Linked DNA regions of Ovis aries: region 1 is linked to region 2. Evidence: chromatin contacts called from public Hi-C data. All regions are on one chromosome and are shown on one strand. The core of a region is the stretch at or near the end of the contact, and the rest is flanking DNA. Distances in the headings are between cores, read along the strand shown.

Region 1 (2,741 bases), core at 174-2,673, 44 kb before region 2:
GATGCTGAGCGCTTGGAGTTGTCACTGCCTGACGTCCCATTGTCCCCCAGCCCCACTGTCACAGCTCAGCGACCGAGGGGCCAGGGCCGAGGGGCTGCAGCCGCTGCAGCTCTGAGAGGCAGCCCCCCCACCCATTTCCAGGGTCACGCGCTCCTCATGAGTGTCGGATGCCCTCCTCCCTCGGGTCTCATCTGGGCACTTTGCCTTCTCAGCCCCTTTCCCCAGAAGGGAAAATATTAAAATACAAGTGCACGCACTGGGTCTGCGCCTCTGTTCTACCCCGGCTCAGGGACGCTGGACAAGTCGTGGTTCCTTCCAGAGCCTTTCCTCATCAAAAAACAGAAATATCTCCCTCCTGGGATGCGTTTAAGCTTCAAGTGGGGAAAAAAAGTTGTGAACACCACGCCCAGCCCCTGCTTAGCAGACAGCAGGCACTGCACATGGGACTGCGCCTTCCTGTTTCCCAGATGTACAGTGGCAGCCCTTGAAGGGACGGTCCAGTGATTTAGATTCCATGTTTTCAATGCAGGGGACGCAGGTTTGATCCCAGGCGGGGACCTAAGATCCCACATGCTGTGGTACAACTAAGACTATGTGCTTTCATGAAGACTCCACACAGCTGATAATAATAATAATATAAATATTTGGGGGCTTCCCTGATAGCTGAGTTGGTAAAGAATCCGCCTGCGATACAGGAGACCCCGGTTAGATTCTTGGGTCTGGAAGATCCGCTGGAGACGGGATAGGCTACCCACTCCAGTATTCTGGCCTGGAGAATTCCATGGACTGTATGGTCCATGGGATCGCAAGAGTCGGACTCCACTGAGCGACTTTCACTTTTTTCCTTTTCCTGAACAGAGGCTCATCTCACCACCAGGGGGCAGTGTTACCCACTGGCAGCTCCCAGGGCGGCCGGAAGCGGGCCTCAGAATTCTTGGGAGGCCTGGGGTCCCGAGGGAGGCCCGCCTCCATCCTGCCGCCCTACTCAGCAAGCTCGTCAGTCCTCCGGGGCAGAAGTTCAGGGGCTGCAGGGTAGTGGGAGGGGGCGTCCCCAGATCCTAGAAGAAAGGAGCAGTGCTGGGAGTGGGGGTGGGGGTGGTTGTGGAAAGTGAGGCTGGAGGGCGCAGTGGTTAGAGCCGGTTTGGGAGCCAGACCGAAGCTGGGTTCAGAGCTGATCCCTCACTGCAGGGAGTCCACTCTGAGCTTTGGTTTTCTCCTCTGCCAAAATGCTGGCCTAGTGCCCCTCCTCCTTGCCCGTGACAGGAGGTGGAGTGAGTGTCTCCCAGGAGTCGGCTTGCATTCTGTGTGGCGTAACGCCCTAGTCTGGGCGTGTTTGTGTGTTTGCCCCAGACACAAACCCACAAAAGTGTCCAGGGAGCCAGATCCTTGGCCAGCCTGGACAGCAGTGAATGGCCAGGAAGCAGCAGCCAAGGCGCTGAGCTGGTCAGACAGTTCATCAGCGACTGAACCCACACGGTCTTAGAGCGAGTCCAGGGACACGGCGGTGGTTTTCAAACCTCACAAATACGAAAGGAGCCGGAACATTTCTTCTAGCCGTTGGTCCTTCAAAGCCCATCATTCTTGACTGACAGCGCTTTGGAGCAACTACAGCCTCAGGAAGAGAAGGCCAGCCTTCCTGGTGGGCCCTCCCGATCAGCACCTGTGCCAAGGATAGGAACGTCCAGCCAGGGAATGTGGCAGATCACAGGGAAGTGTCAGCGGGGCACGAAGGCACACAACCCTACCCCCAACCACTCAACTCCCATCCTAAGGGAAATTCACACCCTGCCTGTCCTGGGCCCTCCTGGAGAGAGAACTGGCAATGGTACCCAGACCCACCATTGCTGGGACTCCCAAGGGAGCTTTCAAAAAATGCAGATGCCCAGACTCCCCTCTCGACCAGCTGAACCAGAATCTCTGCGGTGGAGGTGAGAACTCCTCATTTATTACATCCCTGGATTCAGAAGGTCGTTAGGTTCCAAAACGTGAACTGAGTCTCTGTTCGCTTTTTCCAGCGTTGGGGAGGAGGAGGGAGGGAGGGAGGTTTTTACAGTGGAAGAATTTTCTATCAATCGTGACAGTCCATCTCTAAACAGTTCCAAATCAGCCGCTTCACCCAGGAATCCAGGGGACACACGGGCAAACACACACAGGTCCCCTGGGGCCAAGATCGCGTGCTCAGCCAGTTGCCAGGAAACCCAGCCCCGGGGCCTGTCACAATCTCAAAGGGGCCATCGGTCCCCCAGGTTCAGCCCCAGTGGCTCGTGGCCAGTGGTCTGGCGGCCGAGGTGGCGTCCATGGCTGGTCACAGATGGCGGGCTGCCTCCCAGACAATCTGCAGGGCCATGGAGGCGCAGGGGAGCTGGGCCAGGGTGTAGGCCAGGGAGCGGGTGGGCGCCCGCAGTTTCCCCAGGTAGGCCACGGTGTGTATCATGCGGCCCAGGAAGAAGACCAGGAAGTGCATCCGGGCGATGAAGGGGTTCGGTCCGAGGAAGGAGTAGACAAAGCCCAGGAACAGGAAGGGGTAGATGGTCTCCATGTCGTTCCGGTGGGCTCTGAGAAGAAAAAGGGGTGCAGTCAGCCAGGTGTCAGCTTCGAGAATGTCCTGGATGCTGGGACCCTCTGCCCCCAAAGGCCCTGCGCCCCTGGGGATCATCTCTGGCATACCAGACTGATGTCCACTGTGGCGGGGACAAGGAGGTACCCCAGAGGCAGATGGGGACTGTGACTCCAAGCTGGTG
Region 2 (2,700 bases), core at 159-2,658:
CCAGCCTGGCTCTTCTGAGGACTGAGTGACTGCTCTGACACTTCCCTCAGAAGCCTGCCCCATGCAAGTTCTCACACGGATTAGCAATCGGCATTCATTTTGGTTCAGTTCCAAGTCTGGCTTCCGGACATGCGTGGTGGTCCAGTGGTTAAGAATCCGCCTTGCAATGCCGGGGACACGAGTTCAATGCCTGGTCTGGGAAGATCCCACGTGCCGCGGGGCAACTAAGCCCAAGTGCCTCAGCTACTGAGCCCAGGAGTCACAGGCACTGAAGCACACCTAGAGAGGCCAACGCATAGGGAAGCCTGGGGACCTCAGCTAGCGAGTAGCACCCACTCGGCAACTAGAGAAAACCCACTTGCAGCAATGAAGGCTCAGCATCGCCAACAAATGAAAACTATTAAAAAGGTAAAAAAAAGTCCGACTTCTCACGACAGCCAAAGGCAAGGCTCAATCCTTCATTAGCTCTTGAGTTAAAAAAAACAACAACAAGCGAAAAAAAAAAAACAAACCCTGAAGGATGTTACTGACATAATTGGGGAAATTACAGTGTGGACCACATGTCAGATAACATCGTGTTGAAATTAAAGTGAGTAAGATAATGGTGATTTTAAACACTGTCCTTAACCTTAGGAGACACATGATGAAGGGGTTAGGGCTGGAGTTTAACGACCTCTGCTTTCAGATGGGTCAGGGAAAAAAGAAAGAGGAGACCAGATGGGGACTTCCCTGAGGGTCCAGTGGCTAAGACTCCGTGCTCCCAGTGCAGCGGGCCCGGGTTTGATTCCCCCTTCAGGGAACTGGATCCCACATACCACGGCTAAGAGTTTAGCATGCTGCAACTAGAAGGTACCCCATGCCACCACCAAGTAAATAAAATTTTTAAAAAATATTTCTTTATCTGACTGTGTTGGGTCCTCACTGCGGCACACAGGGTCTCCAGTCTTCGCTGTGGCATGTGGGGTCTTCACTTGCGGCATGCAGACTCTCAGCTGCAGCGTGTGAGATCCAGCTCCTTGACCAGGGATCTAACCTGGGCTCCCTGCCTTGGGGGCACGGAGTCCTAGCCACTGGGCCATCACAGAAGTCCCCCATCCTGACATCACAGAATCTGTGATGTCCACCCACTGGCCCTAGGTTGAAATTTGATGGGCTAGACAGAAATGGAAAACAACGCAGAGGAGCACCAGCTAGCAAACAGAGGGACACAAGGTGCCACCCTTACAATGGAATACTACTCAGCAAGAGAAAAGAGTTATCTATGGGCACACGCTGGGACCTGGATGAACCTCAAAAATATGCTTCGGAGAAGAAGCTGGACACAAGAGACTACGTATTACATGGTCTGTTTATATGACGTGTCCAGAAAGGGCAAAGCTACAGACAGAAAGATTAGTGGTTTCCTGGGGCAGGGACAGGAACTAGCAGTGAGTGTACATGAAGGATCATGTTGGGTTGATGAAATGTTTCAGGACTGATTTATGGTGACGGTTGCATAACTTGGTAAATTTACTAAAAATTACTCAATTGCACGCATGAAAAGTGTGAACAATACGGCATGCAAATATGCCTCAATAATGTTGTTTTTAAATGTCCCTGGGCCGGAGCACACTGACTAATGGCTTTGGGGTTTTGGACGCACGGGGTCCCATCACCCTTGCTTGGCGATCTTACCCCCCGCCGTCATCGGTCATATTTGTGCTGCCCCCACCGGGCTGTGCATCCTCAGGGGAAGGAGGGGCCGTGTGTGTTTTGCTCACACCACACACCAGGGCCTGCTCGAGGAAGCTGCTCTCTAAATATTTGTCTAATGAGTGAAGGGATGGTGTCATGTTCCCCTTCGGGAAATGGTGGGGTTTCTGGTAGCTCCTGTTACATGGTCATCAAATATTTCGCCACTATCCTTTTCCATGGCTGTGTGCTTGCTAAGTCACTTCAGTTGTGTCAGACCCTTTGCGACCCCATGGACTGTAGCCCGCCAGGCTCCTCTGTCCATGGGATTCTCCAGGCAAGAATACTGGAGCGGGTTGCCATTTCCTCCTCCTGGAGAGCTTCCTGACCCAGGGACTGAACCTATGGCTCTTACGTCGCCTGCATTGGCACGTGGGTTCTTTACCACTAGCGCCACCTGGGAAGCCCCCTTGGCTGAGCACCTGGGAATACCTTTACCCCTCAGGAGAGCGTTCAGTTCTGTTCATCATGTTGCAGTTTGAAACCTTGTCCTTGTTCCCTGGAATTGCTGACTTTAGAGTCATTTGAGGACTTCCCTGGTAGTCTAGAAACTTCACTGGTGGCTCAGACAGTAAAGAACCCGCCTGCAACGTGGGAGACCCGGGTTCAATCCCTGGCTTGGGAAGATGCCCTGGAGAAGGGAATGGCAACCCACTCCAGTATTCTTGCCTGGAGAATCCCATCGACAGAGGATCCTGGCAGGCTACAGTCCACGGGGTCACAAAGAGTCGGACACGGCTGAGCAACTCACACTTTTACTCTCACTGGTAGTCTAATGGTTAAGACTCCATACCCAATGCAGGGGCCTTGTCAGGGAACTAAGAACCTACATGCCACATGGCACAGCAAGGAAAAAAAAAATTAAAATAGAGTGATTTGGGCTTTAGGGTCTAACATTTCTACCATTTACCAAAGGCTTACTATGTACAGGGGCTTTGTGTGTATAATTTCATTCAGCCTTTGCAAGTT

The links. Hi-C and Micro-C count contacts between places; a contact is called where the count stands out from the background.
Region 1: a contact with region 2 is called in a Hi-C map of tail adipose tissue, with 7 times the contacts expected there. The contact joins two enhancer-like sites. A contact is called at or near these places in 10 of 16 Hi-C or Micro-C datasets (hypothalamus, liver, mesenteric adipose tissue and 5 more).

What each region holds. Positions count from the first base shown.
Region 1 is chr3:6,790,268-6,793,008 of ARS-UI_Ramb_v3.0, reverse strand. PTGES (prostaglandin E synthase) reads right to left here. Exons shown (of 3, transcript XM_027966307.2): 3 at 1,924-2,555. The coding sequence ends at 2,306. Among named protein-coding and RNA genes, the nearest start is that of PTGES, 12 kb to the right of the region's middle. Within about 2 kb of position 1,423, at least 8 of the 54 cell types and tissues checked have an H3K27ac peak or open chromatin away from gene starts, as enhancers often do. A contact at or near this core is called in tail adipose tissue, where this site is marked.
Region 2 is chr3:6,746,774-6,749,473 of ARS-UI_Ramb_v3.0, reverse strand. No RefSeq gene overlaps it. Among named protein-coding and RNA genes, the nearest start is that of TOR1B, 28 kb to the right of the region's middle. Within about 2 kb of position 1,408, at least 8 of the 54 cell types and tissues checked have an H3K27ac peak or open chromatin away from gene starts, as enhancers often do. A contact at or near this core is called in tail adipose tissue, where this site is marked.